7 separate regions of the Mus musculus genome follow, and regions 2, 3, 4, 5, 6 and 7 are each linked to region 1. The links are chromatin contacts, called in public promoter capture Hi-C maps. All regions are on one chromosome and are shown on one strand. The core of a region is the stretch at or near the end of the contact, and the rest is flanking DNA. Distances in the headings are between cores, read along the strand shown.

Region 1 (4,379 bases), core at 1,330-3,829:
AGAAGAGTGGGCGCACACCACCAGCTTCACGGAGGAACATTGTCCGTGTGCTCTTTTCTCTGCGTGGCCCTTTGCCCTTCCATACCTTTCTGTTTGCCAGTTGCCTGGAGCTCTGCTTTCAGCTGTTGAGTGGTCTGAATTAGGAACATGTCCAGTGTATGTTCTCCCATGTAAGAGGCTACATAGCACATCCATGATGCTGCTTTAAGGCTTTAGAGGCTATACCTCAAATTAGCTGTGGATTTTGTCTCCTGCACTGCCAGTATGCAACTGATCTTACGTTTATTAATTTTGTGGGAAAAAATACATGGAATTTTTACAAAAAAACAAAAACAAAAAACAAACAAACAAAAAAAAAACAAAACAACAAAAACATAGTATTTTGATATCATTAGTTAAGCCAGTCAGAAAACTCCCTAAGCTATTGTTTGGTCAGTTGGTTGTCAGTCAGCTGAAGTTAAAACATCCTTACCCATTAAGACTTAATGTTCTCTTTATATAAAAAGAGAGTTATGTGCTTACACCCACGTTCCTACATCTACCTACCTGAACCTTTAAAGATGTGTATTGTAAGATTAGAAAGGACGTATGGCTGCCCTCACCTCCGTGTAAAAGCACAGCAGGCTGCATCGCACTTCTCTCCTAGAGCAGATCTGTTAGGACAGAGCACCTTTGCAAATGCTCAGTGTTATCACAATCCTGTGTTTATAGAAGTAACTCTGCTGCAGCCATCACTCGCTGTTAGCAATAACTCTTGTGAGTTTTAGATCGTGCTTGTTGGGGTTCTAATCATTTCAACAGTAGTAGCTTTTAAACTGCAGTATTACTAGAGCAGTGTGCTTCAAAATGTGAATTAACTTGTTGAGATTGTGGCTGTAACATCTGTGTGAGTAGTGTGTATGGTATCCACTCCCCATTAGCAAGCTAATCCACTTTAGAAAACTGAAGCAGTGTGGATCGCAGCCCTGAGCAGTGACTCCCTCAGGTGTGAACCACTGTAATGTCTGCAGAGCAATAGCTCTGCCTTGTCAGGAAGTCTGGTAGCTGCTGAAACGCACAAAGCAAGTTAAAGTTTGCTACAAAGAACTCGACATCGTGTGTATTTGCCAGGTCTGGTCAAAGCAGAAAACAGACACTAAGAATCTCTGTGAGTCTCTGTTCTCTCTAGTAGATTGCTGTTTATATGTATGTAAGAGGTTTATCGCTTATGTGGCATACAGTATTTATAACTATATACTTTATAGAAGTACAGTATTAAAGTTGCTGGTATACATTCTGTACATATCTTGTGAGATGTGCTGTCATATGAAATAAATATGTCTTTATCACCAGCTGACTTCTTTACTCAAAAGGGAAGAGGTTTTTTTTTCTCTCTATGCATGTGTGCACTCCCACATTCGTGTGTGTGTGTGTGTGTGTGTGTGTGCACATAATACATGCAGGGAATAAGAGGTAGTTTATTCTGAAGCCAAATTTGAATGAATGACCATGACAGATTTGGGTTACCCCAAATTCCATGTTCACAAAGTTTTGTAGCTCTCTAAGACAAAGTCGTAAGTCATGGCAAGTTTAAAATACATTGGTGGAAATGCCAGAGAGGCATATACAGTAAGACGAAGTTTTTCTTTAGTTACCAGATGCTATTTGACGATATTCTTAACTTTTGGGTTAGTGAAAGCTACGTTTATAGATTTCAGAGCCTATATGCAAGTTATTTCTGACCCATAGGAGGGCAATGGACGTCTGTTCTAGGAGCTATAGCTAACAGAGACAAGGTAATCAGTCTGGACCCGCAGATTCACAGCCTCTCCACATCACTGCTGTTTTTATTACACAGCTTCTTTCCAGGAATTTCCATTGGCAAGTAAAAAATTTAATGTGCCATCACCACAAACAAACAAAAAACCCTCACCATTTAGCGAAACTATGAGTTTGAGATCATTTCAAAGCACAGGTTAATTTTCTTTGCTAATTTTCTTTACTCCTCTATTTGATTTTCTTCCATCCATTTGTTTTCTCTTTATAACACTAAAATGGGATCCTCAGCTGTGTCTGAGCGCCCTGGAAGAACAGCGCTGCGCCCGCTTGCCCTATCTGAGATTGTGGGGGACCGAGACTCCATGGGACGGGCGATAGACAGCTGTGGAACTAAATGAGCTCTGCACAGCAGCAGCGCTCCCCACTTTTTGACCGGAGACCCAAAGCAGAAGGCATTTCCGGAAGCGATCCGTGCCTGCGCGAAACCAGTCTGAGTTTGGCGGCGGCTATGCTCCCATAGTGCCCAGCGCTCGCTCTCATTCTTAATCCAGGAGTCGCCATGCTCCTCCAGCGGACATCTCCCGAGTCCCCGGACCGTCCGCACAGGCCTCTAGCTGTTAGTTTGGGTTTTGGTTGCCCGGGCAACAGCTACTTCCGGGAGCGGCGACTGTGCGGCCCGCACAACCTGTTCTTCAGCGCCTCCGGCCTTCCAGGCGCGAGTTCTAACTGGGCACGAGCTCAATGTTTGACTGTTGCCCCTGGCAACAGCCACTTCCGCGAGCGTGCGCCGTTTTCTTCATCCCTCCGGGCTGAAGCGTGAGCCGCGTTCCACGGTTCCTCCTCGGAGCAGCGGTTAATCTCAGGCTGGTGTGGGTCCGGCCGACCCGGCTCGGGCCTCGTGGTCCCTGCCCCGCAGCCTTGCCACCTCGGCGGCGCCTCTGGCGCAGCCATGGTTGTGCTGCACGTGAAGAGAGGCGACGAGAGCCAGTTCTTACTGCAGGCGCCCGGGAGCACGGAGCTGGAAGAGCTCACGGCGCAGGTGGCCCGCGTCTACAACGGGCGGCTGAAGGTGCACCGGCTCTGCTCAGGTGCGGAAAGGGAGGCCGGCGGCTTCGGGGTCAGGGGGCAGCGCCCGGGGTCGCGAGGATTTGGGGAGATTTGCCGTAGCCCGGGGTGGGAAAGGAGCATCAGGGTTGACCGGGGATGAAAGACCAACGGCTGGAGGAAACCCAGGCTCGCCAGCCAACCGCCGACTCGGAGGAGAGCAGCCGGGATGCCAAGTGAGGCTGAGCTAAGCCGGGATTTGGGCTTCCGGGAAGTGCGAACGTACTGGGTCGAAAGGTGGCGGGACGGAGCTGAGGGATCGGGGACGGTGGGAGTTGTCAAGGGTGAGGGTGGAGTGAGTGGTGGCTGCAGGGAAGGGGGACAGTTTGAGACGCTAAAAGCCCTGGCCCTTGAGTCTCTTCGCTTTGAAGCCGCCCATGAAAGTTCTCACCGGGAGAGCCTTGGTGTTGTTTTCTGTCTCCTAGGAAACACATGATTTTTACATTATAGAGAACGCCTTAAGACCCGTTTTATATATATAATCAAACTTAACTGCTTTCAAAGAAGGCTCAATATTAAATGACATATTAAAAGTAAAACATTTAGGGGGTGGGGGGAACCTCCGGGTCTTTAACATCATAAACCGAAAGTGTGGGGCAGCATGTAAGAACTGCATGGGTGAGCCAGGCGGTGGTGGCGCACGCCTTTAATCCCAGCACTTGGGAGGCAGAGAGAGGCGGATTTCTGAGTTCGAGGCCAGCCTGGTCTACAAAGTGAGTTCCAGGACAGCCAGGGCTATACAGAGAAACCCTGTCTCAAAAAAAAAAAAAAAAAAAAAAAAAAAACAAGAATTGCATGGGTGAATCTACACAGAGGTAGGCACTGAAGCAAATACCATGGAGGATCACTGCCCCTGGCCTGCGCCTCACGACTTGCTCAGCCTGCTTTCTCATACCACCCAGGACCACTTGCCTAGGGGTGATACCACCCGGAGAGTGCTACCCCCCCCCCCCTTACTGTCATTGAGAAAATGCCTTACCTACAGACTTGCCTACAAACAGTCTGAAATAGACATTTTCTCAGTTGAGGTTCCTTCTTCCTAGATACGTCTATGTTCATGCCAGGTCAACAAAAGCCAAGCAGAACCAATTGCTTCCTTGTCAACACCAATCGACATATCACCATGAAACCATAACCCTCTCCTTTTTGTTTATCCCCAAGACCTTATTAATATGGATATCTCAATATAAAACAAATTCCAACTTTCAGAAGTTCCACAGGCTTTTAAATTTTTTCACTTTAAAAATGCAGTCTCTTTCAAAGTTCAAACCTCTCTGTAATATCCATTACCGGGCACCTGTAAAAAGACCTAATCTCACTCCAAGAGGGAAGACCATGAGCGCACTCGCACTGGAAGGAGAACTGAAGTGCAGCCCTGTGAAGCTCGCTGTCAGAGGTGCGGGACTCAGGGTCTTCTCCGCTCCCTCTGCTCTGCAGGGCCCACAGAACACATCTCACAGGCTGAGGCTGGCTCCACTCCGTAGCTGCTGCTGTCCTTGGTGGTCATCCCATGGTGT
Region 2 (4,379 bases), core at 1,297-3,796, 1.0 Mb before region 1:
TGGGGGGGGTGGGGGGTAATGGGGGGGGCGGGATGGAAACAGGTACGGTCTTAAATATCTGGGTTTCTCTCCCAGGGTAGCCCTGCCCTTGTGCGAGTCTGACTCATTCTATTAGCCTTGACTGCAACAATGTAAAAAAAAAAAAAAAAATTTAAACAATCTAAATCTGTTTCACCTCCCAGAAAATACAGACACAGTTACACACTTACACCTGAGGGTTGTCTGAAACTCAAACCTTGAAATTCAAGCAACCATCAGCTGCCATTTTAGAGCTATGCATGGAGCTAGAGTGGAATGAAGATGCAGAATAAATAGAAGGCACCGCATTGCCACAGGGTAAACCTAGAGTCTATTATAAAAGACAGTGCAATAGTTGGTCTACAATTTCCCGAGTGTATTTGAGCCTGGGACTTTTAAATTTTCTATTACATTTATTGAAACCCAAATTGCTTGTAAACTTGCATGTAGCTATACTTCAGGAAAATGCAACCTTGCGGTTTGATTTTACATAGAGTACAAGGTTTCTATTCTACTTTGGCTTCTTTTGCTGTGACAAGACACAGAACAAGCTGGGCAGGGATGGTGCACGCCTTTAATCCGAGGCAGAGGCAGATCTCTGAGTTCAATGTCTACAGAGTTCCAGGACAGCCAGAGCTACACACGTGGCGGGGGGGGGGGGGGGGGGGGAAGGGCACGACGATTTGGGGGAAGGAAAGGGTTTGTTTCAACTTTCATTTCCAAGTAGCAGTTCATCCCAGAGAGGAATCAACAAAGAAGCAGAAGTGGGAACGTGAGGGTAGTAACTGAAGCAAAGATCCACTGAGAGCCCCTGCTTCCTCACCACTCTCTGACTTCCGCTCAGGGTTTGCTCAGCCTGCTTTATATACAACCCAAGGATCGCCTGCCCTTGCTACCTGCCATTGGGTACTGCCATCAGTGGGCTGGGCCCTCCCACATCAATCACTAATCAAGAAAATGGTCCCCAGACTTGCCTACAGGCCAACTGGGAGAGGCAGTTTCTCAGCTGAGGTTTCTGTCTAACTCTCAGAGGTATCTCTAGTATGTGTCAAGTTGAAAAACTAACCAGTACAGCCTGTGAAGGCAAACAGGTTGATTTTTTTTTTGATACCTTGTTGAGACTTGGGATATAAAACAGCTGTCTACACATGAGCAGTTCCATAAGATGTGATCAGTGCTGAATACGCTTTTCATTAGGCTTACGTAAAAGCATTTTGCAGCAGTGGAGTGAAGTATCCACACACAGCTAGTGAGAGTGTAAGCCGAAGAGAAGCAGCTCTGCCTCATGTGCCCATGTGCTCATGCTCACTTGTCAAGCTGCTCGATCAACTTTTAAATTCTACTTTTGAAATTATGAAAAAGTATATCTAAAGATACTCAGATGTGTATTAAAGTAATATATTAAAGTAATATAAACCACGTGAGTTATGTTGAAAAGTCATAGAATGGTTAAGTTATAGAATCAAAGTAGGTTATTCTGCAGCTATGGACATGTTTATTAAAGTGCCATAATTTAGAAATTTGCTTATACAAAATGTATTTCTGAGGTTGGAGAGACAGCTCAGCGGTTGGGCACTGGCTGCTCCTGCAGAGGACCTGTGCTCAGTTTCAGTACCCCCTGGCACCTCACAACTGCCTCTAACTCCAGCTCCAAGAGACTAGATGTCCTTTTCTGGACTCTAAGGCAACAGGCACACATGGTACACGTGAATATATGCAGGAAAACACTCAAACACATAAAACAATTTCTAAAAGAATGTATTTGCAACCCATATAATTCTGTATCCATCTTCCCTCATATTAAAAAGTAAATTATATATAGATAAATTATATATAGATTTTGAGTCTGTGGGTATAAAAAGCACAAACACGGGCTGGCAAGATGACTCAGCAGTTAAGAGCACTAACTGCTCTTCCGAAGGTCCTGAGTTCAAATCCCAGCAACCACATGGTGGCTCACAACCACCGATAATGAGATCTGACGCCCTCTTCTGGTGTATCTGAAGACAGCTACGGTGTACTTATGTATAATATAATAATAAATCTTTGGGCTGGAGCGAGCAGAGATCCAAAAACAAAAATTAAATCCCCAACAACCACATGAAGGCTCACAACCATCTGTACAGCTACAGTATACTCATATACATGAAGTAAATAAAGAAATCTAAAAAAAGAAAAAAAGAAAAAGCACAAACACACCTGTCAACTGTCCTATGTAATCAAAATATGGCCAGAAGAGCCAAGAAGTGCGCCCGGGTAGGTTCACTTTTGGTTTTTGTTTTAAGTAAAGCCTGAAGCATTGCCACAGAAGCACACTTGGCAGGTTCAAGACGAGTCAACGATGTTGACGATGCATGTGCAAAGAGTTTAAATCTAAACCTAATTTCAGACTTAATTTTCTGGTTCCGGTTCACGAGTCCAGCCGGACCGCGGCAGGTACGGACTACAACTCCCAGCATGCAAGAGGTTCTTACCCACACTCCCGGGCTCCTGACGCGTACATTTCCCAGAAAGCCGAGCGATCACGCTGGCGCGCGCGCGTGCGCTCTGGCGCCAGTAGTCTCTTTTCATTTGGGTTTGACCTACAGCCGCCCGGGAAAAGATGGCCGCGCCTGCAGCGTCCGGACTGTCTCGACAGGTAGAAGCTGGCGGGAGGCTCCCTCCCAGGGTTGCGGGTCCCCGGCTCCCATCGCCGCGTGTGAGGCCGTGGCTGAGGGGTCAGGCAGCCCGCCCAGGGTCGTGGGGCCCGGCGACTGCAGGCAGCGTGGGGCGGATCCGCGTTTCGTCCCCGTGGGGAGTGGGCACGGATTTCTCTGTCTTGACCTTGACATCCAGGACTCACTGCATAGCGGAGCAGCTGGCAAGGGCATGGGAGAGAGCACTGGGGAGAGTACATGCCTGTCCTTGCTGGTAAACCTAAGGGCTGCCTGCTGCTTAGGATTTTGAGTGTTGGAAAAGCGCATCCCCTGTGTTTATAAAGAAGGGGGGAAGGGCTAAACGTCTCCCCTTTGGCTGGCAGCTGGTGAGTGATGGCGAGCTTGCAACAGGCCAAGTCCAGCAGAACCTGGAATTGGGTGGAAAAAAATACGTGCCTGGGTCATCTGCCATGATAATTTTGTATCGACAGCCGTCATGGTTTTCATCTGCACCATACAGAATTATTACTAAGGCGTTAGAAAGTTTTTTAACCCTCATAGCCAGTTCCAATCGAGTACATTCTAGTCTAGAGAGAGTAGTATATGACTGTGACCTGTGCCCTCGCAAAACGCTTTTTAAACTGGATTCCAGGCTGCTCCAGTGACAGACACAGTGCCTGAAGCCTGGTGCTGTATCAAGAGATCTTTGGTCTTAGATAGCATTTCAGTTCCTAAGCAAGTAGGTTTCCTTGAATTAAGACTGGACTCATTTCATGTTCATTAAAGTTTTTCTCAAAGGTGATGTAATATAAATCCTCCGCTTTCATAAAGCATTCTTCCCAAATGTGATAAAGCTCTTAATTATTTTGAAAAATTCCACTTTGGGAAGTTAGCAGCTTTTCTCTCTCAGCTATCCAGGGAGGAAGGTGTTGGGAAGGCAGTTTCTGGAGGGATTTGGGGTGATTCTCAATAGGGAGTGTATAACAAAGAGCAGCTCCCACTCATATAACCTGTGTGATGATAGAAAGGAATTGCGCAAGTATTTGATTAGATTATTTTAACACATTGCTAAGCTAATGCAGAAACCCTGTCTGATCTGTTTTCTTTTGTTCTAAAGGTTCGGAGCTTCAGTACATCTGTGGTCAGGCCCTTTGCCAAGCTTGTAAGGGTATGTCAGCTTACTTATTTGTGTGTGTGTGTTTGGAAAACAATGAAAGAGTGAGTTGAACAGAAATACGTTGAAGTGTGTAATTAATAACCTTGGTCTGCAAGGGTGGCAGTTCCCAGATGAGTGCCTGGGTGCAGGGGATGCTGTTGGGCGCCTGTCACACAGGGTGGGCTCAACCCTAGACTTTAATGTTCTAAAAATAACTTGTTTGGGCCCAGCAAGAGCTCAGCAGGTAAGGGCTGGATGGCAGGCCTGAGGGTGTGAGTTCAATCCCTGGAACCCGGAGGGGGAAAGGAAAGAAAGACCTGAAAGTTTTCTGTTCTGTTCTCTGCGTGTAGTGCGTGCGCGCGCACACACACACACACACACACACACACACACACACACACTGTATGTATAAAAGACTCTTAAATTGTTTTTCCTAGCAATCGTCCATAGACAAGCTAGCCTTTCATTCTTTTTTTTATGAAGGAACTGTTTCTAACAAAAGAAAGTGAAGTGCCCAGATTCTCACACAGTTGATACTCTGTGGCAACTCCGAGTTGCTCAGATGTGAG
Region 3 (4,379 bases), core at 760-3,259, 750 kb before region 1:
TGTGATGGAGAAGTTATCAGCTGGTGTTTTCAGGTATGCTAAAACAAAAAACTAAATCATCATTTTTCAATTCTCAAAGACATAAAGAGTTTGTATTCATTCCAATTTTATGGTATATCTAGTACTTGTATATATTTTTTTTAATTCACTGTAGACAAATAGCTGTTCTTTCATGTTTCTCAAAATGTGTCTGCTTGTGCACCTGTGAGGATTGCCACAGAGAGAGGATCTTGTGCTTTTTCTCCCCCACACCCCTACCCCCATTCTGTTGTGTGTCTCTCCTTTCTCCTTCCCCTCTAGCCAAAGAATTTGAAATAATTCAGAGCTTGACAAGGTTGTTTAAATTGGGATTTTATATCAATTATAAAGTAAGAATTAGATAAAGGGACTGAGTAGTATATTTTTTCTTTCAAAACCTAAACACTTTTAGCCCAGTGTTGTGGCACACAGCTGTATTCAAGGCACTTGGAAGGCTAAGAGTCATGAGTCTGAGGCCATACTGGGCTAGCTAACAAGACAAACCCAGTTTTAAAAAAGAAAGAAAAGGGGGGAAATTACTACTTCTTTAAGCCACAGAAATATTAATGAATGCATTTGTAATTTCTGTTTGGATTTTTCTTTTTAAGATAGCTATCTAGCTCAGGCTGGCTGACCAGCAACTTGCAGAGGTTCACCTGCCTCTGCCTCGCCAGTGCTGGGATTAAAGGCTCGAGCTGCTTGTGTTAGATAAAGGAAAATAAGCAAATGTGTGGTCTACTGCATCCTGCGTGCTGTGCTCCTCTGTGCCTGTGCCTGACATCTCGAATCATTTCCCTCCTCAGGCCTCTGCTCGATGAGCCCATCCCACTGTATGAGGCAAAGGTTTCCATGGAAGTTGTTCAGAAAAATCAAGAAAGAAAAAAGCAAGTCGTTCAATTTTAATTCTCTTCCCTGATCTCAGTCGGATGCACCCACACCAGTGGGGGAAGCCAGTTTTCTTTGGAAATTGTTGAGAAAAACCAAGGACGATAAAGCAAGATTTTATATTTTTAAGCCTGTTTTCCTGCCACAGTAAGATGTTTGGTTATTTGACATATTTGAAAAATACTTCCAAAATTAATGTGCAAACAATCCAGATAATTTTTTTACCATCTGAAGGGGACATTCCAAAAGCTTCTTTTAGTTATTGTATCTGTACACTTTGCCTCTGCTATAAAATTCTTTCCATTAAGAAAACTGCTTTCAGCAAAAGCTACACTATTCTAGCAAATACATCTGTCACATGCTTTTGCTATACCAAACGTCATTTGATTTTGTTATCAACTTCATTCTCAACACCTTCCTTAACAAACCGTTGATGCCATTATTTTAGCATTTGTACTTTCCGACTTCAAAGTATCTAATCCACTGGCATTTAAAATGTTTTTAAATATTCATTCACTCTGAATTTCTCCGAGATCATACGGAATCATAGTACCTGGTCCTGTAGTAGTGACGGCATTTGCATAGAGGGCTGCGGTGGTCGGGCACTGGGGACAAGGGTGGAAGAGTTGGCCTGCGGCTAGCCTGAAGCTGGCGGACATTTCCCCCTCGTGGGTACTGTGTTGAGCTCGGCCCATCACCGTCTCTCTCAGAATGATATTGCGGCTTCTCACGGAGAGAAGTAACTGCCCATCACCACCAATCAATGTGTTGTTTGCTGTGCATTCATGCTCCGTACCCGGGGCTGACACTACGCCCGCTGCCGAGTTGGTACTGTTAATCCCTTTTCCGAGCCCTACCGGGTGCCGCGCGCCGCCGTCGCGTTCTCAGCGACGCCGACCTCGCAGCAGGAGAGCCGCGAGCTGCGCGCGCCCGGCCGGAAGCGGCCACCGGGAAATCTGTTGGGCGGGGCGGCACGGCCTGGCACGCATGCTCCGTCGGGGCGGGCCCGTGGCGGGGCGGGGCCTCAGGAGCCTCCAGTCCGTGAGCAGCGCGGGGTCTGGGCGGGGCCGGGGCGCGCGGGAAGCCCCGGCAGGGCTGCGGAGCTGCCTCGGTGCTGCGCAATGGCTGTCTCGGTGCCCGGCTACTCGCCTAGCTTCAAGAGGCCGCCTGAGACCGTGCGGCTCCGCCGGAAAAGGTCTCGGGACCATGGTGCCGCCGTGCCCGCCTCACTGCCGGAGCCCGCGCCCCGCCGCGCCGCGCTGGCGGCTGGGCTGCCCTTGCGCCCCTTCCCGACCGCCGGCGGCAGAGGAGGCGCCGCCGCGACCATCGCCCGCAGGAACCCTTTCGCTCGCCTGGACAACCGGCCGCGAGTCTCGGACGAGGCCAGCGAAGAGCCGCTCCGCGGTCCTCAGGGGGCGTCGGGCCCGGTGAGTCTCCGCGTCCCGCAGCCGGGCGTCAGGGGTGGGAATGGGCGCGAACAGCCGCCGCAGGCTGATGTCCTGAGCTGGGGCGGGGGAGGGGGTGGCTGCCCTCTCCTGTAAGAAGGACTTAGGGATGGATACCCAGGAAGGTGGCTCGAATAGTCCTCCGAACTGTGATGGAAAGCCACAGAATCTGCCTTCTCACCATCCTTTCAAGACCTTTTTCTCAGGCACTTGAAATTACTGTGGACTGTTGAAGATAAATCGGGTCAGAATTTACAAATGTTGGTTTTACTCATAAAGCTTTTTTGGAACTTTTGGTCTAAGATTTTTGTATCAGTTATTAAATGCGTCAAAGTCTGGCCTTTCCTCCCGTTTAGATAAGTTCAGGCACAAATCTGCAATGAAACATGGTACTGTATGGATGTGAGCTCCCACTCACTCTCCTGAGAACCTGGTGTGCCAGGTGAGCCCTTACATAGTTCACATTCCCTCATCGCTTAGGTTTTAAAAGGACCACTCTTTTCTTAACCTCAGCTTCTAGATTCTAATGAAGAAAATAACTTGCTGTGGGAGGACACATCATCTCATGAAAGAACTGGCACGGAACTGTCCCAGGTACTTTTAAAAATTACATTTCTAGTTTGTGCCACAATTGTGTGTGTAGAGGCCAGTCCCTCCACTGTGTGAGTAGAAGGATTGGACTCAGGTTGTCAGGCAGGCCAGAAGCAAGTGCCTCTACCTTCTGAGCCATCTCAATGGCTCACTCTAGGAAATACTTTCAAAGGGCTGAATATAATGTATATTCTAATAAACATACTTCTCAAAAGCTTTTCTCTTGAAAAAATGAGTTCCAGGAATGAATTCAAAGTCTGGGACTGAACCTCAGTTTGTAAAATGCTTGCCTAATGTTCAAAGACCTCAGGGCTGGATCCCCAGGAATTCCATGAATTACATGGGACATGATGCTGTACACTTAGAGCTGTCTCACTGGAGTGAAGGAGGGATTGCCAGGCCTTTGATAGCATCCTCAGATGCAGAGACAGTTGAGGCCAGCCTGGGACACATGAGAACCTTCTCTGAGAAGAAAAGAGAAACTTGAGAGTGATTATTTCTATACAGGTGTTTTGATACTAGACATGGGCTCTGGTGGCCAAAGCCTGCTTTGTGCTGGGGATCAAGCTCAACACTTCCCACAAGTTGAGAAACAGTCTGCCCTCCCTTGCTCATAGTTACAGGTAGATGCATTTTTCCCCACTGGGAACAGGCTGAGAGTGCCCAAGATTCATGCTAGTGTTCACATAGTCAGCTTCTCTGACAGGATCTTTGTATGATGTTCCCTAAGGAAGTCCTTCTGGAGTGGACAATACGGACTTGTGCAGCTAGTTGACTATAATTGTTTTTTCTTTGTATTTTTTTTAAAACTGAAGGTAATGTTTTTAAAACCCTTTAAAAGTTCTACCAAGATGGCTAAGCCTAAAGAAAGAGCTGTTGTCTCTATACTATTGTCTCAGTAGTTCTGAGCCTTACAAGATACTTTTTAAATACTAAGAATGTAAGTGGGCTTAGAGGCAGAGGCAAGTGGATCTTTGCATTTGAGACCAGCCTGGTCTATAAGAGTGAGTTCCAGGAGAGCAAGCGCCATGCAGAGAAACTCTCTCTTGGGGGGTAGAGGATGGGTACTGGAAACATTTCTACTTTGCTGTCTGTAGTATAGAAATATGAAAACTCAGAAGTGAGCCAGGACCCTCCAGCCCCGCCCCACCTGGCTTTATTCACTTATGTCCTCTCGGGTCAGTTCTCTTCCTCCGACTCAAACTGTCAGGCTTAGTGGCACGTGCTATTACCCAGTGAGTCATCTCTGTGCTCTGAGACCTCTCAATAGCTTAGTTTTCCTCCCTCTCGACTTGTCAGGTATAATCCATTTTTAATATTAGACCATTCATAAATTTTGACATTTAGCAAACAGGAGTAGAACTGATAAGTCTTTATTAAAAGGTTTTCCTTGAAATAGTAATTTTTGTGTTCTTTGTTTTCCTAAGAGTCAACGTGTAT
Region 4 (4,379 bases), core at 757-3,256, 680 kb after region 1:
GGTCTAAAGTATTTTACCCCCGCATTAATCGCAGTAATGTCTTTATTAGGGTGGACCTGACAACTGGTGCCTATATTAGATATCCAGGTTGACGCAAAAATTACCCATCACAATGTACCTGTCGAGTAGACAGTACTCTAAATGCATCTCTTCAGCTCTCAGATGTGCTGAGAGTTTCTCCTGCAGAGAGTTCATTTACTTTAGTGAATGGATTTCTTTGTATAGGCTGTTAGTACTTTTTGTTTCATTCATACTTGCATTTCTAGTCTTTTGGAATCTCTGGGTAGTACTGTTTGTCATTCTCCGCAGCATCTGCTGCTGTTACTTTCCCTCTTACATACAGCAGTGGAAATGCTGAGTAAGACCACGGCAGTGGTTTTACCTGAAGGAGTTGTTTGCACAAAGACATTTTATGCTGGGGGTAATGGCATGGGGTGTGTATGCTGTGTGCTCTGTGCTCCTCATTGCAGTGAAGCCTGTTTTACACTAGACACTGGGAACACTTACTCAGATCTCTCGACATCTTCCTCTAAACCACCAGAAATTATTTTTTTAATTTTTTAGATTTTTTTTGTTTCAAATCTTTTTCCATATCAATATATATGGATATTAAAACTGAAAAAAAATGTATCTTGTTGTTACCACAAGTTAGTACCTGAAATACAGATTATATTCAGAAAATACTAATTGCTCTTTTATAAAGAAGTTTACTGCTTTGATGATGCACATCTTTAATCCCAGTACTTGAGAGGCAGAGGCAGAAGCAGGCAGATTTGAGTTCGAGGCCAGCTCACTCTACAAAGAGTGCCAGGCCAGCCTCGACTGTTACACAGAGAAACCCTATGTCAGAAAAAGGAGAAGAGTTTTTTACTATGTCACCAAACACTCTTTACACTTGTTCTGTGTAATCTGTTGTCTAAGGAAAGCCCTTCCTCTTGTGACTTAGAAATCTTTTCATAACGTACACTGGAGCTTGAAGGCAGAACAGCACAAGAAACGTGAGTTAGGAACCTGAGGTGTAAAGCCATGAGTTTAGTAGGCATAGCTGGAGAGAAAAGTTAGCTGATGTCCTGAGCCTTATCTATGTAAAGTATGAAATCAGGTCTGTATCACAGATTTTATTATGATTACAAAGTGTATAGTCTCTCTAAAGGGAGCCACAGTAACTGTTCAGTGCATTACATTTCCTTAAAATAAGCTTAATTTTTTTAAAGTTATGATGGGAGTGAATTACGTATGGCATGGTTCACATGGAGGTCAGAACAATTTTGAGTAGTCTTTTTTTTTCCCCTTCCACCTTTGCTAGGGTTCTAAGGGTGGAATTCAAAAGGCTTGCAAGACAGGCAGCTTACCTGCCAACCCATGAACTTACAGATTATATGGGTTAGGTTTTTTGTTGTTTGTTTTAAGAAAAGTTTGGGAAAATTTGTATGAGCTGTGAAGTTTTAAGAAAGAAATTTTATAGTAAAACTGCTGAAATGACTGTTGGCCCTGTCCTACCCCATATATTTTTTTCTTTGATTATATTAGTATATTCTCGACTGGGCAGCACATGGGCATATGTGTTTATAGGGATAGGGTAAAGTCTGCACTGTAGCTGCCTGAAAGCATACACCTATTAGCCTGTGCACAGAGCTCCAGAAGGCTAGCCTAAGCAAGTGGGTGTTTTACATAAGTGTACTCATAAACTTACTATGAAATAAGCAAAAAAGAACACTGCTTTCATCATTGGAAAAGGAAAATAGAATTTAAGTTGTATTTTTTTCTAACGTGCACTTAGTCAAAATTGCCTGTCTTTAGACCAAGGCCCCCAGAACATGCAGGAGAAAAAGAAATTGTTTATAGAGCATGGTAGGGGCTCGTGCAAACGTGTGATTTCTGTAGTTTCTCTTTTAGTGACTCAGTCTTTGTTTTAAAATGGAATATTGCAGAAGCTGCTTGATAGATTCGATTACGATGACGAGCCAGAAGCTGTGGAAGACTCAAAGAAAGAGGATGCTGCAGCCATCAGCACCGCAGCCCTTGCCACGGCTGCGCCTCCTGCACCCACTGCAGCCACACCTGCTGTTGCCACGGCTGTGCCTGTGCCCTCTGCTACCTCTCCCCCTCCTCCACAGACCCCATTGTGAGTTCTTCCTAATGCCTTGAAAGTTGTATAATCTAAGCACCAGTTAGGATAAAAACACATTCCAGTACAGTCTTTGTTTTAAAAAATTATATTAAAGAAATTCCTATTGGGAATAGTGTCCTTATCAGAGTTAGAATTTTAAAATGTGGCATTTGTGTTGTACTAAATTTGTTGATTGCTTGTTACTCCAGAGTGACATTCTGTAATGTAAATGTGACTTAGGGCATTGAGTGCTTTGAGTGAGTAATGAAAGTGCTCACCTCATTTTAGTGGGTACCCTGGAGATGGCGTGCAGCAGCCAGCATACACACAGCATCAAAGTATGGACCAGTTTCAGCCTCGAATGATGCCAATACAGCAGGATACGATGCACCATCAGGTACCGGCATTTTTCTTTTTCTTTTCTTTTTTTTCCATGTTTACATTTTATTCCTCTTTTGTTTGTTTGTTTGTTTATTGTTTATTTGAGACAGGGTTTTTCTGTATAGCCCCAGCTGTCCTGGAACTCCCGCTGTAGACCAGGCTGGCCTCGAACTCAGAAATCCACCTGCCTCTGCTTCCCAAGTGCTGGGATTAAAGGCATGCGCCACCACTGCCCGGCTTCCTCTTTTATTTTTATTAGATATTTTCTTTATTTAGATTTCAAATGTTATCCCCTTTCCTGGTTTCCCCTCCGAAAATCCCCTATTCCCTCTCCCCTCCCCCTGCTCACCAAACTCCTGCTTCCTGGCCCTGGCATTCCCCTACACTGGGGCATAAAGCATTCACAGGACCAAGAGCCTCTCCTCCCATTGATGACCAACAAGGCCATCCTGGGCCATTTTTCTTGTACTGACCTTTTTGTACTTCTGAGCACTGCTGTTACTGCACAGTTTGTGAGGCGAGCTGCAGCTCCAGTGGAGGCTGTGAAGTGGCTACTGTCTTGAGTTGCTTTTGATTTCAGTTACAGGGTTAGAAACATGACATCTTCATCTAATAATAATAGGTGTTTTCGTTAAAATAATTTAATAACATTGACCTTGTAAAGAAACCTCCTAGTCACACAATGTTTCCTTTGCTAGAGTCTCTTTCCTGCATGCTGTGATGATTGGATACTATAGAGAGCTTTCCATTCTTAGTGTCAGTTGTGTTACTAGTCACACCAGAGGGTTACAGGAAATTCTGTAGCTTCGCTTTGCTATGAATGGAAGACCATTGTTTTTTTCTTTTGTACTTGTTTCTGAGATGACGCCTTGTGTGAGGATCTGTCTCCATTTGTAGATCAGCCTGACAACTCTGCTGTACACCATCATGCCTAGCAAACACGGGTTTTTGGTTTTTTTTTTTTTTTTGGTTTTTCGAGACAGGGTTTCTCTGTGTAGCCCTGGCTGTCGTGGAACTCACTCTGTAGACCAGGCTGGCCTCGAACTCAGAAATCCACCTGCCTCTGCCTCCCGAGTGCTGGGATTAAAGGTGTGCGCCACCATGCCCGGCCCAGGTTTTTTTTTTTTTTAACGGAATCAAGAAACCACTTCTTGCAGCCATTTTTCCTTCTAAGATCGTAATTACTGTTAAAAAGTTGAAAGAAGACCATTTGCAATCAAGCACCTCCTTGGCTGAGGTTAGCTTGTCATTGTCACCTTGTACATAAAGCTGCACCTTAAATCACTGTTCAGAATTCTGGATGAGTTGCAGAACTTTCAAATATGTCATATTTGAATATGTAATGATGGTATAGAAACCGGGTAGCTTTTCTCAATTAAAATGTATTGAAGTTTTTCAAAACTATTTTTTGTTGCTGGTACTTAATAGATTTAACTCTTCTTTAAAATGAAAGGTTCCACTTCCTCCTAATGGACAGATGCCAGGATTTGGGCTTCTTTCTGCACCACCTCCATTTCCTCCCATGCCTCAGCCGGGGATGCCGCAGCCTGGGATGGCTCAGCCGGGATTGGCACAGCCGGGGATGGCTCAGCCTACAATGCCACAGCCAGGGATGCCTCAGCCAGGGATGCCTCAGCCTGGGATGGCTCAGCCGGGATTGGCACAGCCGGGGATGGCTCAGCCTGGGATGCCTCAGCCTGCCATGCCTCAGCCTGCCATGCCTCAGCCGGGGATGGCTCAGCCTGGGGTTTCTCCAGCTCCACCAGTACAGCCAACTTTCCAATCAACTTTTCAGCCACAAAATGAACCCCATTCACAAAAACCACATCAGCAGGTAGTAGTTTCTTAGGTTGATTTATACACATTCCTTTGCTGACTTTGTTTCAGG
Region 5 (4,379 bases), core at 1,296-3,795, 680 kb before region 1:
AGGAGTGGGCTCAGTGCTGAGAGAGAGGCAGGGCCTTGCTGGGTGCCTTTTCATCATGACCATGGCCAAACTGAAATACCTGCTGGCAAAAAGACTTTAATCCTTACCCGCTGCCATTTTTTAAATAAATAGGTTCATTGAAAAGAAAACTTATCTAGCATTTATTTAAGACATCCAGAAGTGGAAAGTTCTAGGCCGCCAACATCCTGGGCACCTACGAACCCAGACGAGAGATCTCCAAGCTTCCTGCTTGCCTTGCTTTCCTGCTTCCAGACACTCACAAGCAAGCGATGACCACACCCGGCCGGAAGCCAGCCAGCCACCCTGAGCTGCCAAGCAGCCGGCACAACGGGATTCCTCACCTGAGGGCACTTAGAGACCATGTTGAAACCTCTCTTAAGCTTTAAATTCAAAACAACAGCAGATCCTTAAACTGCAGCCTTAAAAGAAGAGGCTAAGCAATCCAGGACGTGGTGGCGCACACCTTTAATCCCAGCACATAGGAGGCAGGCGGATCTCTGTGAGTTTGAGGCCAGCCTGGTCTACAGATAGAGTTCCAGGACAGCCAGGGCTAGGACTACACAGAGAAACCCTGTCTCAAAAACTGTCTGCAGTGTTACACTGCCGCCCTGCATGGTCGAAGGGACGGTTGGCAGGTGGGAAGGAAATCCCATGGGTTAGGGAAGCCACTTACATAGAAACCAGCTACTAGAAGTCTCGGTGACCCCATGACCTGGAGATTAGAATGTTCAGTTTGACCTCGGTACTCAAGATTAACAACAGAGGACATTAATGCTCTAGCTCTTTATTTCAAGCTAATCTTCCACCCGTTTTTTAAGTACCAGCCTTGCCCTACAGTAGCTGATACCAGGTCTCCAGAGGAGAATCCATGTGTCTGGTTGCCTGAAATCAAAATACGCCTTAAAATAGCAGAGGTGATAATAGAAGGCGGAGGAGTCGGCAGGGCATGCTGCCACACCCCTTCCCAGGGGAAGAGGAAACCATGTCTCCGTTCTCCCTGGGTCCCAAACCCAGGGCCATTCTGCCAAAGCTCACTCTGGGCAGACATCACTAGGCTTCCTTACAGAGCTTAGCCAGCCTCCTGAATTGCCTTCCCTGGCCTATATACCCAAGCCCCTCCGCCAGCCACTGGCAGTTAAGGCAGATTTGCATACAACAGGTGGGAGCAGTGGACCCAGATGAAGGTTGTGCTGAGTCAGCAAGCCCGGGCGATGGGCTAACACTTTTCAGGCAGCACAGCCAAACTCCCACAATGCTTGGCTCTCATGATGGTCACAACAGAATACTATTTAGACACATTGAGTGTGAGCGGCTACTATATACACATTAGTTATTCAAGATTGAGATAGCCCAACCTGTAAAGACTCTACCTTCATTCAAGCTTGACCACCAGGATCCACACGACAGAAGCAGACAACCAACTCCACCAGTAGAGACCACAGCATACAAAACACGAAACTACACATACAAAACATAACCGGTGTAATAAGATTTTCAAAGCCAGATGTGGCACGCACCTTTCATCTCAGCGCTTGGGAGGCAGAGGCAAGTGGGTTCAAGGCCAGCCTGGTCTACAGAGTTTCAGACTAGACTGGCCTCAAACTCACAGAGATCCACCTGACTCTGCCTTTATATGCTGGGATTAAAAGTGTGCCGCTAATTTTTTTAAAACTGTATCTTTAGGATGGAGTGCGGTGACATGTCTTTAACCATTCAAGAGACAAGAGGCAGGGAATCCCAGCACTTGGGAGGCAGAAGCAGGTGGATTTCTGAGTTCAAGGCCAGCCTGGTCTACAGAGTGAGTTCCAGGACAGCCAGGGCTACACAGAGAAACCCTGTCTCAAAAAAACCAAATAATAATAATTAATAAAAATAAAATAATAAAGAATAAAATAAAACCAAAGACACATTTTTCCCTTCTTTTCCAACCCCTGGCTATGTGCGGTGCTCAATGGGGTGAGGTATCGTACAATACGCAGAGCCCTGACAGAACTTGCCTTGCATGCATAAGCCCTTGGTTTTATATCCCCAACATTCCATAAACAAGTAGCAATTTTACTGTGTAATCCCAGCACCTGGAAAACGGAAGCATGGAGGATGTGCAACCCAAAATCCCTCTTTACTACATAGCGAGTGTGAGGCCAGCCTGGGCTAAGGGAGACAGTGTCAAAAAACAAGAGCCATCCACCCAAACAAACTTGGCTGGGCCAGGCAGTGGTGGCGCACACCTTTAATCCAAACTTGGTTGAAGGAAAGACCATCTTTCTAGGCTTAAAGAAGCCTACTGACGGTGCAGGTGTCCCATAGAGGCAAACGGCCTAATCTTCCTCCATTTAAAACAATTTACTGAGGTCAGTGCTCTTCAAATTACATACACGTTGGGGTCACAAATCTATCACAAGCCATAACTCCTCTCCAGGCCCTAATGCCTCTACTCTGCACCTGCCGGAGAACTACATTTCCCACAATCCAAATCGGCCGAACCCTGCCCTCGAAAGCGGGTAGAGGCGGGGCCTATCGCCCCCGGCACAACAACAAGCGTCCAGGGGAGTCTGTCCTCTGTTCCGTGGGGGATGGTTTTATAAGAAAGAGATCGCTGTCCCTGGTGAGGGAAACTACCTGTCGTAGTAAGGTATGAAGAAAGGCTCTGCAGTGTAGCGCGGCAGAGGGTCCAGTAGCCGAGACAGGGACGGAGCGGGCCACGCGTGCTGCGCAAAGGCGCAGCTTGAGCTTCGAGCCGCTGAACCCCCATCACGTCTGTGAAGGTGAGTAGGGGGTGCAGCGGACCGACACTCTTCTGAGGCACCCCTCACCACGGTGAGCATAACCACCGGCATCCCAGACAACTCTAAAATCCACTGACCCCTATATTGTGACATCGGGCTACCATGACTTCTAAAACGCACCTTACATTCAAAGGATCAGTAATCCTCCAGTAAGTACTCCGTTGCCTTTCGTCAGTGTTCAGTATCTTTTTCCACAGGACCATGCGTTTTTAAATACAGCAAAAGCTCTCTCACCCTTTATCGCCCTTCCTTGCCCTGGCACCTAGCAAATAGCGAGGTGCAGACCTTAAAGTCGCTTGCATTCTTGATTCTCAGTCCCATCTGGTGTCCCACTGAGTACCGGTCTGTATGTTCCCTGTTTGATATGCAGCAAGTTAGATACTTGGAAATGGTGACGACCATTCTACACTGTATGCAAAACAAAACAACAACACAAATTGTGCTCAGGGAAATGTGTAATTTGCTGAGTATAGCTAAGCCAAGTGTGGGGCTTGGATGCTCTCCTTTAGTCCCAGCACTCAGGAGACAGAGGCAGGCTGACCTCTGTGAGTTCAAGTCCAGCCTGGTCTACATAATGAGTCCCAGGACAGCCAGGGCTATGTAGAGAGACCCTATCTCAAAAACAAACAAGCAAAAAGCAGTTAAGCTTTACTGTGCCCCAAACCTAACCATTTGCAGTACCTGGTAATGTAAGTTCTTTGGTTAACCTTAAGAGTTGCTTAACCTTCTGGACCCGTTTTCTTATAAAATGAGAAAATTAGGTTAGATGAGTTTTAACAACTTTCTAGATCTAAAATTCTGTGCATTGGATCCGGGCGGAGGTATGCATGTCTTTAATCCCAGAACATGGAAGGCAGGGGCAGGTGGATCTCTCTATGTTTGAAGCCAGCCTGGTCTCCAAAGTGAGTCCAGAACAACCAGAGCTACACAGAGAGAAACCCTGTCTTCAAGCAGTAGACTTCAGTTCCTGTCACACTATGTGATAGCCAAACATCACTGTCATTTTCTAGCTGCACCAAGAAAAGTCATAGATACTTATATATTCTTGTTTAGCAACATTGTTACAAAGAACTGACTTTCTTTTTTATATACATATGGTGTTTTGCCTACACTATGGCTGTGCACCATGTGTGTCCAATGCCTGAGTGGGCCAGAAGGAGTCAGACCCCCTGGAACCAGAGTGAGAGACATTTATTAGCTGCCATGTGGGTGCTGGGAACCACACCTCAACCCATTCTCTTGCCCCCAAGAACCAAAGCTTACTAAGGACATGGAACCCATACCCTTACCTGGTTATTGATGAAAAGAAAATGACTGATAGTACAAGTGTATCCAACTGCTCTTTGCTGTTTTGTAGATCACTGTTAAGAATTCCAGATACAATGATAAACACAGTGTGCATGAAGACCACTCGGATCTTGAGACTGCACCTAACAAACGCTTCCTTGATTCCTCCTGGTATAAAAATGCTTTCAGACCCCAGATCCAGGATGATATCAACCCATGAATCCCAGAAGCTGAGAGAATATTACAGGCTGCTGAATCTGGATGAAGGATGCTCTGTAGACGACG
Region 6 (4,379 bases), core at 985-3,484, 650 kb after region 1:
ATTATGGATGGTTGTGGTTGCTGGGATTTGAACTCAGGACCTTCGGAAGAGCAGTCTGTGCTCTTAACCACTGAGCAGTGATTTAATTTTTAATTGCTATGTAATAGACGTATTTACCGGGTACAGTGTGGAACAGAAAGTGTACTATAGCCGGGCATGGTGGCGCACACCTTTAATCCCAGCACTAGGGAGGCAGAGGCAGACGAATTTCTGAGTTCGAGGCCAGCCTGGTCTACAGAGTGAGTTCCAGGACAGCCAGGGCTACACAGAGAAACTCTGTCTCGAAAAACAAAACAAAACAAACAAAAACAATGAGTAATGGTTAGCTCAGGGTGAGACAGCCATTAAAGCAATTTTGTATTATTTATTTATTTATGTATGTCTTTTAATCGAGGGTTTTGTTTTGTTTTTTTTCTGTTCTAGAATTTGCTCTGTAGACCAGGCTGGCCTTGATCTCTGAGATCCACCTGCCTCTAATCCCAGAGCAATGGATTTAAGGTGTGTGCCACCACCGACTGTCTTATTACTTCTCTGTGTGGATGATATATTCAGGGTCCTCTCTATGGTTACTTTGAACTTTACTATTAATTCTTTTTTTTTTTTTTAAGATTTATTTATTTATTTATTATATGTAAGTACACTGTAGCTGTCCTCAGACACTCCAGAAGAGGGAGTCAGATCTCGTTATGGATGGTTGTGAGCCACCATGTGGTTGCTGGGATTTGAACTCCTGACCTTCGGAAGAGCAGTCGGGTGCTCTTACCCACTGAGCCATCTCACCAGCCCTACTATTAATTCTTGTTAACCACAGCTATCCTATGGAGAGGCATTTCCTGATCCTTACCCTGTCGGAGTTGAACCCACAGCCTTGGTTAGGGCTGAGATTTTTCTTTTTCTTTTTTTTTTCCGAGACAGGGTTTCTCTGTATAGCCCTGGCTGGTCTCGAACTCAGAAATCCACCTGCCTCTGCCTCCCCAGTACTGGGATTAAAGGCGTGTGCCACCATGCTGGGCCAAACACCTTGTTCTTAAACACCTCTGCTCCTTGTCTGTCTGACTTTTCAGCTCCTGTTAGCTGTGCAGTATTGAATCCCAGGTATCTACCTCCTCTCAGCCATTTTCCTGGACTTTACCCATATCGCAAAAGCCCTCAGTTAACTATCCCAGGGACAGCTCAGATGGCTAGAGCCCGAAAAGATAACCGTCTAGCCAGATAAACTTGGGCATGGTGGTTAACTGAACTAGGCTGACTTAAATGAGGACACTGTTCATAGGCATTGACAAAGATTAGCCATTACGCCCTCAAACTCATTCCTTCCTTAAATTATTACCAAGTTGACGCAAACCCAGCACTCATGTCCTTCAAGAAGCAGTGTGCATCTTCCCTCCGGAACACCATTCTGTCTTTCCTCCAGTGCCTGATACCTTCAGCCTCATCATCTCCAGGGCCCGAAGCCATGCTGTTCCTGGCCCCACTTTCTTCCGCATGCATACTTTGCAGGATGTCAACCTGCATGATGCCCCCTTAAGAACAAAATCCTAACTCTGCTAGGATCTGGTCTCGGTAGGGCCAGTTGCTTTCCCTAAGTACCAGCCGGTTGTCCTCCAAGGAGAGGTGATAGCACAGCGCGCAAGGTCCAGAGGGCCCCTCCTTTCTCGAATTCTTTTAGGATGCTCGCCCTTTTCTACGGGAAGTAGTCCCCAACTTCCAGTACGAGTCAGGCCTTCTAGCTTTTATACTCATGCTCCACAAAAGTGAGGTTTCTACAGAAAAACTTTCATTTTTCACACACCCAACAGACAGCGGTCGCAGCGCGCGGCAGGCGGTGAGAACTCAAGTGAATCAGAACACACTTCTGCCGAGAGCGACCCAACGGGGTTTGGGGAGATTAGCGTTAGGGGTTCAGGAGCCCAGTCCTCGGAAGTTGCTCAGGGCGTCCACCAGGTCCGCACGCAAGTCGAAGCAGGGGACTTGGAGACTGCAGACGCTCACCCTCCGCGCTTTGTTTGTCGCAGCAGCAGGGCGCAGTCCTGCCCGGACACAATGCACCCCGGGAGCCGTCGTCCGGATCCTGAGCCCAGAAGACGGGAACTCTCCGCAGCCGCAACCGGCGGGAAAGCGCGCGACAACGCGCGGTCACACGCTAGCGGCTCGGCGCCGGTGGGGCGCGGAGGGGCGGGGCGTGGGCGGAGCCAAGCACGAGCGGGGCGGAGCCGGGCTCAGGAAGCGCTTGGAGGCCCGAGCTGTCCCAGGGTGCTTCGCGCGGCGTGCACTCGGGTCGCTGCCGCCATCCTGCTGGCGAAAGAGAGGAGAGAGACAGAGAGGCCCGCCCGCTCGCCGGCCGGGCCAGTGTGGGCCAGTGCGTGAGGGAGGGCGCGGGGGGCCGTGTCAGCGCGACGCAGAGCGCAGCCGCCGCCGCCAAACGGACATGTTGGAGCCCCGCGCTGCCGCCGCCTCCCATCCCTCCTCCGGCGCACGGGACTGAGCAGGGGCCCGCCGCCTCTGCCTGCGCTCGACCGGCCCAGCCTCGCCGCCTCGGCCGCAGCCCCTTCCTGCTCGGCCTCCGCCGCTCGTCGCCTCCCGTCCTCCTCCCCCTCCACGCCCAAGGGCCCTGCCGGCACCCGGCCCTACTCAGCCGCCGCTCCAGGTCTAGGTGACCGGCGGGCCCGGAGCAGCCGCAGCCGCCGCCGCAACGCGCGCGAACATGGACGCCGTCAACGCCTTCAACCAGGAGGTGAGGAGTGCTTGGGGTTAGGGCTGGTGCGGGCCACGCCGGGGCCGCTTCTCTCGCTGCCCGAGGGCTTTCGAGCACCGAGTCCGGGCGGGGACGCTTCCTGCCCCGGTTCCGGGGCAGCGGGCCTGGAGCCGGGGAGAGGTCGCGGCCACCGCCGGGGGCTGACCCCGCGCCCCTCCCCCGCCAGTGCCCCTTCGCCCCCTTCCGGCCTGTGCCGACTCCCGCTTCTTCAACGTGGCCCTTATGCTGCTCCCGGCCCCGTTATCGGCTTTACGGGGCCGGGATCCCGCCAGGGGCTGCAACGGAGCGCTCGGCCGACTCAGGGGCGGGAGTTCCCGCGAGTCCCGGGGCCGGCGTAGCAGCCGCCTGGGTTCTCCTGTTGCTCAGGCCGCGGCGCTGCGCGGCGGCCGCTGGACTCTGATCCCGGTTGGCGGAGACTTAGAGAGGGTGTCTGCCCTCCCACCTCCTGGATTGACACGCTCACAAATGAACATAGAGCGGTAGTTCCCTTGGCCTTTCTATCTAGAACGTGCCCTTTCTGTACATCGTGACACCTAAAAAGTTGAATGGGAGAGCAAAGTGTACGCCCCATTTAGTCCGCTAGTAAGGCTGCTTGGGTCTCCACCTGCTCACCCTCGCACCGCCCTCTCGGGGTACTTAATCCTCAGCTCCCTTCCTCAGGGACATTTACATGTGAAAACCTCCCCAAACCGGGAACAAAGCTGCCTGCCGCCTTAAAGCTCTCTAGTTGTATCTCTGATCGTTCCATGTGCTGCTTAGGGGCATAAAGTCCATACTATCTTATTTATCTGAATGGATGTGGGAGGAGGAGACGACCACTGATGCTTTAAAACGCAGTTACAGAGTGGAAACTATTGTGAATTAAGTTGGGGTATGTTTCCCGTTTCAAATACCACTGAAGGAATCTGATGTCATAGTTTGACACGTGTTGATGTGGTGTCAGAACTTGCTCCATCTCACAATGAGATTTCTGTGGCTCAGTTCGCAATAGTATTAGGTTGTTACTTCTCTTTCTATTCGTAGCGCTGCAGAAGGGGACCCTCCAATTAGTCCTGCAGTTGAGAATATTTATTGCTGTCCAAATTACCCCCTTAAAATACTTTTCCTCAGCTGAGGAGTCCATGTCTTTCCAGACAGCCGTAGTTGGCACTTGGTGATGGGAAGTGAGATGAAAGAGTTGACTAGAGGCTGGGCAGTGGTGGCGCACGCCTTAATCCGGGCACTTGGGAGGCAGAGGCAGGCGGATTTCTGAGTTGGAGGCCAACCTGGTCTACAAAGTGAGTTCCAGGACAGCCAGGGCTGCACAGAGAAACCCTGTGTCGAAAAAACAAAACAGAACAAAAAAAAAAAAACAACAATAACAAAAAAGAGTTGACTAGAGATGATTTTCAAAGCAGTAAAATAATGTGGGATCCCAGAAGTCAGTGATAATTCACTAACTACTCAAGTTGTACGTTGACTTGCACTCTTAGCAGGTGCTCATAGCAGGTGCCTGGCAAATGGTTCTTGAATAGAGGTGAATTTACACAAATGCCAGTCTTAAGATTTCAGACACACCTCTTGAGGTGAAAGCTAACCTGAAGGTCTAATGAACAAGAATTTTTCGTGTGTTTTTAAAGACCAG
Region 7 (4,379 bases), core at 610-3,109, 610 kb before region 1:
GCCTTGACTCCCTGGAGCGTTTTACAAATGTTCCTTTCAAAGCCTTGTTTCCGGGGCTGTGAGATGGCCCGGTGGTTAAGGGCACTTGCTACTCTATTAGAGTTCTAGCCCCAGCAGGGCAGCTCAGAACTATTTATAGCTCCAGTTCTGGGAGATATGATGGCCTCTTTTGGCTTCCGTAAGCACCAGGAACTCAAGTGGTGCATAGACATACATAGACATGCAGGCAAAACATGAATATGTTGTTAAAAGCAATTTTATGATTCCTGAGGGCCATTCATAACCTATGGAACAGTTATGGGAATCTTCTCATTACCTGTTGGCCGCAAGAACAATGTCAATATTTTCACTCTGCACTGTGACTAAAAGGGTTTCTTTTAAACATATCCTAGTTTTTCTTTTAAAAAAAAAGTGTGAAAATTTCGCGTTAAGAGTGGCATGAGAGTCTAAGAAATTTACAAAAGGCTACCATTTTCAAAATATCTAAGGATCCAATTTGTTGTTAATGAGCCACAGACCACGACTTTTGTGGAGCATAATAAAAAGTTAATCATTAGAAAAATGTCTGTTGTAAAGTTTCTAAATACGCCTATCAACTTCTGAACACATAGTTCACAGACATCTCAGACAATCGCAGGCTCTCCTCCAAAGGAGACCTGTGTGTGTGGGTGTGTCAGACACAGATTGCTCAAGGCAAAATGGGGAACATCAGAGCCAGGGTTTAAAGTCTTTGTCTGACTCCAGGAGAACAAGTTAACTGCGTAACCCACTCATCCTCCTGTGCTCCTCTGCCCTTAAGGAGAAAGGGAACTTAAGGGCCTTTGCAGGGATGCTGACAGAGGACCAACTAACTCCTCAACACCACTTCCAATGGGAGGGAACGTCCCAATTCGTAGGCTTATTTAACTAATGGCCAAACTATAAAAAAAACAAAATAAACAACAACAGCAAGACCCACTGAGTAAACCAAGCCGGCCCGGCCGGCCAGAAACTTCAGGACCCCTTTTTCTCATCCTGAGTTCTGTGTTTTCACAAGGGTGCACCCCACTACCACTGTGGACTCCAGATATCCAAGCTTTGATATGATCTCTGCACGGGAAAGAACCCAGCAAAATATAATCACGTAGGAAGAATGTTCTTGGTTAGTGATGTCTTTCTTTTGTTGGTTTTGATGACTGGCTCATAAATACAGTCAGGTTGGTGACAAAAGTGGGAAGTTGAACCCCGGTAAAGGGCTGTGTGGGCGGAGTAGGATAGAGCTGAGATTAAAAGTGTGCCTCAGCTGACCCTCTGTCCCCATACACTGGAGGGGACACAGGCATTTCTGCTCCCCATCTATAAGATCCCGAGGAACTGAGTACGAGGATTTTATAGGCTGCCCAGACAAATACTGGTCCTGCCCGTCAGCTGATCTCCCTGGCACCAAGGAGCCAAAGACGAACTGGGCTCTCCACCTCCAGGCCTGGAATTCCCCGTGGTCCACGCTACACTCACTGCAGCTCCCTCTTGCAGATTCCTCCTGGTCGGTGCCCCGTCCGATCGCGGTCACCCGCAGATCGGGAACGACTGCAGAACCCCACCCTGTGCCGGGTGCAAGCTCCCGGAGCCACCCACGCGCGGACGCGACACCCAGGAGAGCCCGAGGAGTCGGGGGTGGGGTGGGGGGTCTCCTGGGTCGCGCTTACCTGGCGAGGACGCCGCGGCACCGAGCCCACAGAGCAGCAGCGACGGCAGCCACAGTGGCAAAGGCCGCATGGCCCGGGCGGCCCGGGACCGCGGGGTGGACGCCGCTCAGACTCGCACCGCAGCGGCCATGGCGAGCCGAGCGCCCGCCTCTTCCCCAGCCTAGCCGCAGAGCCGCCTCGCCCCGCCTGCGTCCCGCCCCGCCCCCACCGCGCCCGGCCCCGCCCCCGCCCGGCCCGTGGGGACTTTCCCCGGTGTTCCCGGGAACCGCGGCCCCCGCAGCCCAGCACACAGCCCCGGTGACTCCGGCCACACCTCGCCGAGCCGACCTCCAATGTGTGGCCAGAGATCTCTAGTACCATCCTTCTGGAGAGACCCGTGGACACCCATCCCCACCCTACCCCACCCCACTTCGGACTCCCGCCACGTACGATTTAAGGACCCATTTATTTTGAATTCTGTTCTCTTTAATGACCGGAAAGATCGTGCTAAGCTTTGAATCCTTTTAAGCAAAGGGCTACTTAAGGGTATAGCAGAGAGGACCCTCTAGGCCGTGGTGTCACAGAGGAAGAAAAGCTAGAGGAACTGTACTGGTTGCTTAATAGTCTGTGGGTTTGGCCCTCTGTGGCTGTGAAGCTACGAGGAAGTGACCCCAGAGCAGGGCAGGGATAGGCTCCCAGCCTGAGCCTTCCCCAGTGGCCAGCCTGTTGGCAGAGACGTTCACACCTCGGCCACAAAAAAGGGGGCAACGAAAGGAATGGTTAGAGGGAGACAAGAGTCAAAGAAAGGGGTCATCGAACCGCAGCTATTGCTCCTAACCGCTGAGGCCTCAGTCTTAGGAAGCCACTTTAAACTGTAGTTGAAGCTGGCCTTGAACTTCACAGATCCTCACATCTCTACCTCTCAGGGGTTAGTCGTGGGCCCCCAAACCCTTCCCTTGTGCCTGTGGCTCCAGAAGTTGGCCTGTTATAAAAATACGTGATGAAATTATCTAGCAAAAATTTGAACTATGACTTGAGAATTTCAAGACCCAGAAATGTACTTACATGCCAAGGAGAAGAGGAGGGCTGTGGGGATCCTCTCAACAGGACGTGTTGAAAACCGCAGAGGAGAGAAAACCTAACCACACAGGCTGTGGATTATAAGTATACCCCTCTGAGTGCCCCGTGCCCTGCCCCCGGCATGTTTTATTTTTATGAGACAGGGTAAGGAAAAGGACTCAGCTAAAGCCACGAAGGACCTGTGATCACTAAGCTTTTCAGCCTGTGGTCTTGACCCCAAATGGTAAGCCTTTGGAAGTGCTACTACTGCCTCACCCCACTCCCTACCACACCCCTGTCTAGAATCTCCCTCCCTCAGCACAGTGCTAAGGGCATATTCCCTGGATCTGTACCCCATGCCTCAAGCATACAACCCCCCAAAGACAAGCGTTTCTCTCCTTTCCCCAAGGCAACTTTGTCAGGGCAAGGCCAGCTAGGTGCTGGCATCCACTCTCTTGCCCTTCCTGCCTAGAGGAACCCTGATGTCGTTGATAGCTGAGTCTTCTGTTGAGATCTGGCAGCTGGCAGCGGAAGATAACAGGAACTCCGGTCTGGCATTTCCTGTGTGTGTAGCACTCCTGGCTCTGTCTGTCCCTCTGAGCAACTGCTTTGATTGTGCTGTGTGCCGCCATTTCTGTGTTCTCTCTCTTACCTCCCCATTGCTTCTCCCCTTTGGAGGTAGGCTTATTGTGGACACAGCAAAAGACTAAACCTTAGGGTGTTTTATTTGCATCTTCCAAAACCATGAGAGCAAAGACTGGTCCCAGCACTGCATGAACACAATCACAATGCTTTCAAAAATATTTATGTGTGTGTGTGTGTGTGTGTGTGTGTGTGTGTGTGTGTGTGTGTGTGCAGGGCCCTGTGGAGATTATCACCTCCCAGGAAGTGAAGTTACATATGGCTGTGAGGTCCTGGAATTCTGGGCCTTTGCAAGAGCATCAGGCCCTCTTAACTGCTGAGCGAATCTCCAGTCCCTGGAGATCTGCAAAGTAGGAGATTTTAGCCACTTTGATAAGGCTTCTGTGTCTTTCCTCTTGAAGTTTCTATCTGACACACTTCTCACATAGGGAAGTGTCCGGTAGCTATGAGAGTCTTGAGAAATGCCATGTTTTATAGCTTATGTAGAGCAACAGTAGTTGTGAAGTGAAAACAAAGTTTTTTTCTTTTTTTTCTCCTTTAAAGATTTATTTATTATATGTAAGTACACTGTAGCTGTCTTCAGACACCCCAGAAGAGGGCATCAGATCTCATTATGGATGGTTGTGAGCCACCATGTGGTTGCTGAGATTTGAATTCAGGACCTTCTTCGGAAGAGCAGTCAGTGCTCTTAACTGCTAAGCCATCTCTCCAGCCCCAAACGAACTTTGTAAGCCAACAATTATTTTTTCTCCAATTTTTTATTAGATATTTTCTTCATTTACATTTCAAATGCTATCCCGAAAGTCCCCCATACCCTCCCCCACCCCCACCCCCGCTCTTCTACCCACCCACTCCCACATCTTGGCCCTGGTGTTCCCCTGTACTGGGGCCTATAAAGTTTGCAAGACCAAGGGGCCTCTCTTCCCAATGATGGCCAACTAGGCCATCTTCTGCTACATATGCAGCTAGAGACACAAGCTCTGGGGGTACTGGTTAGTTCATATTGTTGTTCCA

The links. Promoter capture Hi-C pulls out the DNA fragments that hold promoters and counts their contacts.
Region 2: a promoter capture Hi-C map of neutrophils shows a contact between it and region 1, with 5 times the contacts expected there. The contact joins the promoter of Atp5o here to the promoter of Cfap298 in region 1. A contact is called at or near these places in 3 of 39 promoter capture datasets (erythroid cells, neutrophils and pre-B cells), 2 of 484 Hi-C or Micro-C datasets (B cells and CD8 T cells) and 2 of 9 other capture datasets (adipose tissue and liver).
Region 3: a promoter capture Hi-C map of pre-B cells shows a contact between it and region 1, with 5 times the contacts expected there. The contact joins the promoter of Donson here to the promoter of Cfap298 in region 1. A contact is called at or near these places in 6 of 39 promoter capture datasets (the C10 cell line, hippocampal neurons, liver and 3 more), 1 of 484 Hi-C or Micro-C datasets (cortical neurons), 2 of 115 datasets of contacts at active chromatin or transcription factors (memory CD8 T cells and thymic regulatory T cells) and 2 of 9 other capture datasets (adipose tissue and liver).
Region 4: a promoter capture Hi-C map of hippocampal neurons shows a contact between it and region 1, with 4 times the contacts expected there. The contact joins the enhancer-like site here to the promoter of Cfap298 in region 1. A contact is called at or near these places in 4 of 39 promoter capture datasets (3T3-L1-derived adipocytes, cranial neural crest, hippocampal neurons and 1 more), 1 of 484 Hi-C or Micro-C datasets (cortical neurons), 2 of 115 datasets of contacts at active chromatin or transcription factors (epiblast stem cells and large pre-B cells) and 2 of 9 other capture datasets (adipose tissue and liver).
Region 5: a contact with region 1 is called in a promoter capture Hi-C map of liver, with 4 times the contacts expected there. The contact joins the promoter of Dnajc28 here to the promoter of Cfap298 in region 1. A contact is called at or near these places in 6 of 39 promoter capture datasets (the C10 cell line, hippocampal neurons, liver and 2 more), 1 of 484 Hi-C or Micro-C datasets (liver), 2 of 115 datasets of contacts at active chromatin or transcription factors (microglia and stem cell-derived neural progenitor cells) and 1 of 9 other capture datasets (liver).
Region 6: a promoter capture Hi-C map of second pharyngeal arch cranial neural crest shows a contact between it and region 1. The contact joins the promoter of Scaf4 here to the promoter of Cfap298 in region 1. A contact is called at or near these places in 15 of 39 promoter capture datasets (the 3T3-L1 cell line, the C10 cell line, the HPC-7 cell line and 9 more), 2 of 484 Hi-C or Micro-C datasets (embryonic stem cells and muscle stem cells), 10 of 115 datasets of contacts at active chromatin or transcription factors (T-cell acute lymphoblastic leukemia, astrocytes, cardiomyocytes and 7 more) and 2 of 9 other capture datasets (adipose tissue and pancreatic islet).
Region 7: a promoter capture Hi-C map of hippocampal neurons shows a contact between it and region 1, with 2.8 times the contacts expected there. The contact joins the promoter of Ifngr2 here to the promoter of Cfap298 in region 1. A contact is called at or near these places in 3 of 39 promoter capture datasets (the HPC-7 cell line, hippocampal neurons and pre-B cells), 1 of 115 datasets of contacts at active chromatin or transcription factors (embryonic stem cells) and 1 of 9 other capture datasets (adipose tissue).

Annotation. Positions count from the first base shown.
Region 1 is chr16:90,933,049-90,937,427 of GRCm38.p6, reverse strand. It overlaps Cfap298 (cilia and flagella associate protien 298), which reads left to right and starts at 2,579. Exons shown (of 7, transcript NM_026502.2): 1 at 2,579-2,846. The coding sequence starts at 2,708. Synj1 (synaptojanin 1) reads left to right here. Exons shown (of 32, transcript NM_001164483.1): 32 at 1-1,331.
Region 2 is chr16:91,929,797-91,934,175 of GRCm38.p6, reverse strand. Atp5o (ATP synthase, H+ transporting, mitochondrial F1 complex, O subunit) reads left to right here and starts at 2,546. Exons shown (of 7, transcript NM_138597.2): 1 at 2,546-2,656; 2 at 3,772-3,822. The coding sequence starts at 2,621.
Region 3 is chr16:91,686,358-91,690,736 of GRCm38.p6, reverse strand. It overlaps Donson (downstream neighbor of SON), which reads left to right and starts at 2,009. Exons shown (of 10, transcript NM_021720.1): 1 at 2,009-2,330; 2 at 2,862-2,942; 3 at 4,367-4,379. The coding sequence starts at 2,025. It overlaps Cryzl1 (crystallin, zeta (quinone reductase)-like 1), which reads left to right. Exons shown (of 13, transcript NM_133679.2): 12 at 1-33; 13 at 822-1,415. The coding sequence ends at 921. Gm10785 (predicted gene 10785) reads right to left here and starts at 1,839. Exons shown (of 6, transcript NR_040389.1): 1 at 1,457-1,839.
Region 4 is chr16:90,250,003-90,254,381 of GRCm38.p6, reverse strand. It overlaps Scaf4 (SR-related CTD-associated factor 4), which reads left to right. Exons shown (of 20, transcript NM_178923.4): 8 at 1,932-2,125; 9 at 2,399-2,507; 10 at 3,945-4,325. Among named protein-coding and RNA genes, the nearest start is that of Sod1, 31 kb to the right of the region's middle. Within about 2 kb of position 2,006, at least 7 of the 459 cell types and tissues checked have an H3K27ac peak or open chromatin away from gene starts, as enhancers often do. A contact at or near this core is called in hippocampal neurons, where this site is marked.
Region 5 is chr16:91,617,165-91,621,543 of GRCm38.p6, reverse strand. Dnajc28 (DnaJ heat shock protein family (Hsp40) member C28) reads left to right here and starts at 2,545. Exons shown (of 2, transcript NM_138664.2): 1 at 2,545-2,786; 2 at 4,165-4,379. The coding sequence starts at 4,190. Gart (phosphoribosylglycinamide formyltransferase) reads left to right here. Exons shown (of 22, transcript NM_010256.2): 22 at 1-149.
Region 6 is chr16:90,282,358-90,286,736 of GRCm38.p6, reverse strand. Scaf4 (SR-related CTD-associated factor 4) reads left to right here and starts at 2,234. Exons shown (of 20, transcript NM_178923.4): 1 at 2,234-2,734. The coding sequence starts at 2,705.
Region 7 is chr16:91,544,539-91,548,917 of GRCm38.p6, reverse strand. It overlaps Ifngr2 (interferon gamma receptor 2), which reads right to left and starts at 1,859. Exons shown (of 7, transcript NM_008338.4): 1 at 1,686-1,859. The coding sequence starts at 1,755.